2 separate regions of the Sus scrofa genome follow, and region 2 is linked to region 1. Evidence: chromatin contacts called from public HiChIP or PLAC-seq data. All regions are on one chromosome and are shown on one strand. The core of a region is the stretch at or near the end of the contact, and the rest is flanking DNA. Distances in the headings are between cores, read along the strand shown. Region 1 overlaps LRRFIP2 (leucine-rich repeat flightless-interacting protein 2). Region 2 holds the start of MLH1 (mutL homolog 1).

What was found. HiChIP or PLAC-seq counts read pairs in DNA pulled down with a chosen protein or histone mark.
Region 2: an H3K27ac HiChIP or PLAC-seq map of alveolar macrophages shows a contact between it and region 1. The contact joins the promoter of MLH1 here to the enhancer-like site in region 1. A contact is called at or near these places in 2 of 5 promoter capture datasets (fetal liver and liver), 4 of 47 Hi-C or Micro-C datasets (alveolar macrophages, embryonic fibroblasts, heart right ventricle and 1 more) and 2 of 2 datasets of contacts at active chromatin or transcription factors (alveolar macrophages and skeletal muscle).

The regions. Positions count from the first base shown.
Region 1 is chr13:21,682,778-21,685,715 of Sscrofa11.1, forward strand. All of the region lies in intron 1 of LRRFIP2 (leucine-rich repeat flightless-interacting protein 2), which reads left to right. Among named protein-coding and RNA genes, the nearest start is that of LRRFIP2, 17 kb to the left of the region's middle. Within about 2 kb of position 1,639, at least 3 of the 83 cell types and tissues checked have an H3K27ac peak or open chromatin away from gene starts, as enhancers often do. A contact at or near this core is called in alveolar macrophages, where this site is marked.
Region 2 is chr13:21,876,293-21,879,173 of Sscrofa11.1, forward strand. It overlaps MLH1 (mutL homolog 1), which reads right to left and starts at 1,428. Exons shown (of 19, transcript NM_001172367.1): 1 at 1,251-1,428. The coding sequence starts at 1,366. It overlaps EPM2AIP1 (EPM2A-interacting protein 1), which reads left to right and starts at 1,571. Exons shown (of 2, transcript XM_005652390.3): 1 at 1,571-2,881. The coding sequence starts at 1,854.

The DNA.
Region 1 (2,938 bases), core at 389-2,888:
ACACAGGATCCGAGCCTTGTCTGCGACCTACACCGCAGCTCATGGCAATGCCAGATCCTTAACCTTCTGAGCAAGGCCAAGGATTGAACTTGCAATCTCATAGTTCCTAGTTGGATTTGTTTCCGCTGCACCATGACGGGAACTCCGAGAGTTGCCTCTTTTTTTTGAGCTTAGTTTTCTTTTTTTTGGGGGGGGGGAATACCCACAGCCTGCAAAAGTTCGTGGGCCAGGAATCAAACCCACACCACAGCTGTGACTACACCAGATCCTTAACCCACTGAACCACCAGGGAACCCTTGTCTTATTTTTCCTAAATGCTCCAACAGATTTTTTTCAGTGTCTACTCTTTCTAATTGATTTTGAGCAAAATAATTAGTGGTTTACTTGTGAAGTATGTATAGATAAATAGAAAACAAAAAAGTTTCGGGAAGAATAATAAAATGAGCATCTGCAGTCTCACTACATAGGCCAAGAAATTGAACATTACAGTATCCTGGTAGTTTCTTGTAAATAACCTCAAATGGCATCTTTTTCCCCTCCAGGTAATTATAATCCCATTTTACATGTTAATCCCTCTTTTGGGACCATTCTCTGCCTAACCCTGCAGTCCCAGATCTCTCTCTAAATGTGTATTCCTAATCAATATGTGGTTTAATTTTGAGAAACAACAGTTTGATCAACTTTTTGTGTCTGTCAGTCAAATTAGGCTAGCCTACCCTAACAAACAACCCCCAAGTTTCAGTGGTTTAACATGTTAAAGCCTGTTTCTCTTCTGTGAGTTGGAAAGCACTGGCAAAGGAGATGTTGATTCCACAAAGTCACCCTCGGACTCGGGCTCCTTTCATCTAGTGACTCTGCTGTTCCCTGAGGCTCAGAGACTTTCACACTTTTCACTGAGCTCTCTGCATCTGGCTGGCAGATTCAAGGGCAAAGAGAGGGAATATGGTAGATTCCGTGGAAAGTTTGATGGGCCTGGACTAATACATCTGTCACCTTTGGTCAGAATTCAGTCAAATGGCTGCACTTAATGCAAGAAAGATTATGAAATACAGCATAGCCATGGGCAATAAAGGGAAATGACTTGGTGAACAGAAGGTCAATTTCTACCATAGTATGTAACCTTAAGCAGTATCATTTTTTCAACAGTTTTGAAAAACTGAATGGCAAGTATAAACATAGTGATGAACAGAAGAGTCCATATTACCACTGTTTAAATGAAGGCTCGCAGGAGAAGATAAGCTGAACAGTGACTTCCTTGAGTCTGGTCTGTTAAGTCCTTGGGAAAGTTTGCTGATGAGTCCTGGGAAACCATAAAACTCATCACAGTCAGGGCACCTGGCAGAGCTGAAGTCTCTACAAGGTACTAAATACGTGGAAGAAATATGGTTGGGGAAGTACACTGCTCTTTCTAAGCTCTTCATGCTCTAGCCATTAGGAATAGGTAAAAGCAAAATATATCTGTAGTGTAACGTATGTCCTCAGCCAATCTAGGCAGACAGGGATGGGACACCGGGAACTTCATCAACATGGGGTCAACACTGACTAAATTCAGATAAAGACCTAGACCAGCTCAGCTCTCATTAAAAAGAAGTCTCAATGGCTGTGGGGATGTGGGTGGTGACAGCCCTCTATTGTGTCTCTTGAATCACATTGCTTCCATCTGTAGCTTTCTTCCTGGGATGTCTATAACCCTTGCTGGGGATCAGTCCACTTTGCCTCTTCTGTGTTGAATTTATTCCCTGTATGCTAAATTCTCTCCCTTTTGGTTTTTATTTTATTTGAGGAGATGCGTCTTCTAATAACTTATTAACAAAGGGTGTAAGAGGTAAATTTTTGAGAACTGGCATGTCTGAAGTGTCTTTAATACTCAAGTATGAGAATAGAACAGTATGGCTGGACATAGGCTGCTTACAGGTTGTCTGTAATTTTCTTTCATGAACTCAAAGGCATCATTCTAGTGTCTTCTTGTTGCCATAATTGCTTTTGTTTTAAAAGGCTGAAGCCATTCTAGGAGTTCCTGTTGTGGCAGAGTGGAAACGAATCCGACTAGGAACCATGAGGTTGCGGGTTCGATCCCTGGCCTCGATCAGTGGGTTAAGGATCTGGTGTTACCTTGAGCTGTGGTGTAGATCCTAGACGTGGCTCAGATCCCGCGTTGCTGTGGCTCTGGCATAGGCTGGTAGCTACAGCTCCGATTGGACCCCTAGCCTGGGAACCTCCATATGCCAAGGGTGCGGCCCGAAAAAGACAAAAAAAAAAACAAAAAAAAACTGAAGCCATTCTAATTGTTAATCCTTTTACATGTAACCTGATTTTTTTCCACCCCTAGAAGCTTATAAAATCATCCGTTCCCCTATGTTTGAAATTAACTATCGTATGTCACTATGGAATACCTCGGTATGGACTCAGGACTTGAGTTGCACATTCTATAGGCACTTGGAATCTGGCAACTCATGTCCTTACTTCTGGGAGGTTATTTTATTAGTGATTTCTTTTTTTTTTTTTTTTTTGTCTTTTTGCTATTTCTTGGACCGCTCCCGCAGCATATGGAGGCTCCCAGGCTAGGGGTCCAATCGGAGCTGTAGCCACCAGCCGGCCAGAGCCACAGCAACGTGGGATCCGAGCCGCGTCTGCAACCTACACCACAGCTCACGACAACGCCGGATTGTTAACCCACTGAGCAAGGGCAGGGACCGAACCCGCAACCTCATGGTTCCTAGTCGGATTCATTAACCACTTCGCCACGACGGGAACTCCTGTACTTGTATCACATTATATCTTGTTGTCTTCTTCCTTTTATGAGCCTAATCGTTATCTTGCCTAACCTTTTAGGGCATAATTTTGTCTTTCTATCTAAGATAGGTTTAAGCTACCCAAACCTGAGCAATGTGGCTCGAGAGAAGGAAAATGTTGACATCTTCATTTCTGATATCAAAGT
Region 2 (2,881 bases), core at 178-2,677, 190 kb after region 1:
GGACCCTCCATATGCTGCAGGGGCGGCCCTAAAAAGATGAAAGACAAAAAAAACAAGTGGGACTACTTAACATATGCCTCTTTCTTACCTAATTCTCAACTAATTCTACTACCTGTTTCACAAACTTTACTCAGCCTCAGGTTCTTAAAAGACCCTCATAAAATGTCCCATTGTGGCGCAGTGGAAATAAATCCAACTAGGAACCATGAGGTTGCAGGTTCGATCCCTGCCCTTGCTCAGTGGGTTAACGATCCCGGTATTGCCGTGAGCTATGTTGTAAGTCGAAGACGCCCCTCGGATCCTGCGTTGCTGTGGCTCTGGCACGTAGGCCGGCAGCTACAGCTCCCATTAGACCCCTAGCCTGGGAATCTCCATATGCCCTGGGAGCGGCCCAAGAAATGGCAAAAATAAAATAAAATAAATAAAATAAAATAAATAAAATAAAAAAATAAAATTAAATAAAATAAAATAAATAAATAAAATAAAGTAAAATAAAATAAAATAAAATAAAAAATAAAATAAAATAAATAAAGTAAAAAAAATAAAATAAAATAAATAAAATTAAAAAATAAAATAAAATAAAATAAAATTCAGGAGTTCCCATCGTGGCTCAGGGGTTGACGAAACCGACTAGGAGCCATGAGGTTGCGGGTTCCATCCCTGGCCTTGCTCAGTGGGTTAAGGATCTGGTGTTGTTGTGAGCAGACGCGTCTGCTACCTACCTGTGGTGTAGGTAGCAGACGCGGCTCAGATCCCGCGTTGCTGTGGCTCTGGCGTAGGCCGGCAGCTACAGCTCCGATTGGACCCCAAGCCTGGGAACCTCCATATGCCGCGGGAGCGGCCCGAGAAGAAAAAAAAAATTAAAAAGGAATTGTACTTCTGAATGTATACAGAATAAGCAAGAAACTGACGCCCTCTGAAGGATGAAGAGAGGGGTGTTTTTTCTTCTTAAATGTAAAAAGCTTTTTAAACGTTTAAAAAGTTGCATCTTCTGCACATATAATTTTAGAATTTCTCTTAGTTGATGGCACCATTAAAACAATACTGTATCGCCCTCTCTTTGTGCCCCCATCAACCCTAAAGTCTCGAAGGGACGCTCGAGGACCCGGGAGAGAGGAAGGCAGGACCCCGGCCTCCCCGCGGCGGCGGCGCGCGGCACACCCCTCCACTCAGGGCAGAGAGGCGTGTCCGCGCCATCCTGAGCAGTGGCCCGTTAGGTTCTAAGGAAGCCTGGACTCCTCCCTTCGTACCAGTTCTCAATCATCTCCTTAATGGCATTAGCCGGCCGCTGGATAACCTCCCCTGCCGCGATGCGGTTCACCACTGTCTCGTCCAACCGCCGGATAACTCCCGGTACCTGCGACATTTTGGCGCCAGAGCAGGCCGTGTAACGGTGAGACGCTCACTGGAAGGGCTTTCAGCCAATCTCCTTAGAGCTTCGCACCCACATCCTTCCAGCAACACTGCTGACGCCGTCCCGTCCCGCCCTCTAGCGGCAACACCACTTCCGGGACAGAGAGGTACTGATTGGGCATCTTGAATGCCAGTCAAGTTCTTAGCTCCATGATTCCTGTTCTCTTAGCCCTCCTTAGGCGGCTTTAGTGCACTTTGCAGCGAGAAGGATATGCGCCTGCGCGCTAAAAATCAGTGTCCGCTCTTCCTATTGGCTCATGCTTGCGGCAGGGGAATACGAAATCTCCAGCCAATAGGAATCAAGGTGCCGGAACCCCAGTGGTTTCCCCAGCTGGGGTGATCTGGCGCAGAGCGGAGTTGGCGCTTGGGGATCGCTCCTGCTCCTCCCCTCTCCTTGCGGCCTCCGGGAGGTCGGCCCAGATCCAGTGGTCTCCCGTGAGATGTGGATGACGCCCAAGAGGAGCAAAATGGAAATCGAGGAGCCTCGGGGTTTCCAGGCCGAGTGGACTCAGCGTTACCTGGTTGTGGAGCCTCCGGAAGGCGAAGGCGCCCTGTGCCTGGTCTGTCGCCGCCTGGTCGTAGCCAATGGCGAACCCGATGTCAGGCACCACTACGAGGCGGAGCACGATTACTACGAGCGGTATGTGGCGGAGGGCGAGCGCGCGGCCCTGGTGGAGCGTCTGCGTCAGGGCGACTTGCCCGATGCCGCCCCGCTCACCCCGGAGGAGAGAGCTGCTCGTGCAGGCCTCGGGCTCACCCGCCTCTTGGCCTTGAAGGGTCGCGGCTGGGGTGAGGGGGACTTCGTGTACCGGTGCATGGAGGTGATGCTCAGAGATGTGCTGCCTGATCACGTAGGCGTTATGGATGGCATTGATTTATCTCCGGAGATCACGCAGCAGAGGGTCCTAGACATTAACCAGAATCTACGCAGTCAGCTTTTTAACCGAGCCAAGGACTTTAAGGCCTATTCCCTTGCGTTGGACGACCAGGCTTTTGTGGCCTATGAGAACTACCTCCTCGTCTTTGTCCGCGGCGTGGGCCACGATTTAGAGGTGCAGGAAGAGCTTCTGACCATCATCAACCTGACTCAGCACTTCAGTGTTGGTGCCCTCATGGCGGCAATCCTTGAGGCCCTGCAAACTGCAGGGCTTAGCCTGCAGCGGATGGTTGGACTGACCACGACCCACACTCTGAGGATGATTGGTGAGAACTCAGGGCTGGTGTCATACATGAGAGAAAAGGCTGTAAGCCCCAACTGTTGGAATGTTATCCATTATTCGGGGTTTCTTCACTTGGAACTGTTGAGCTCCTACGATGTGGATGTTAATCAGATCATAAATGCCATATCTGAATGGATAGTTTTGATTAAGACCAGAGGCGTTAGGCGGCCAGAATTTCAGGCTTTACTAACTGAATCGGAATCAGAGCATGGTGAAAGGGTTAATGGACGCTGTCTGAACAATTGGCT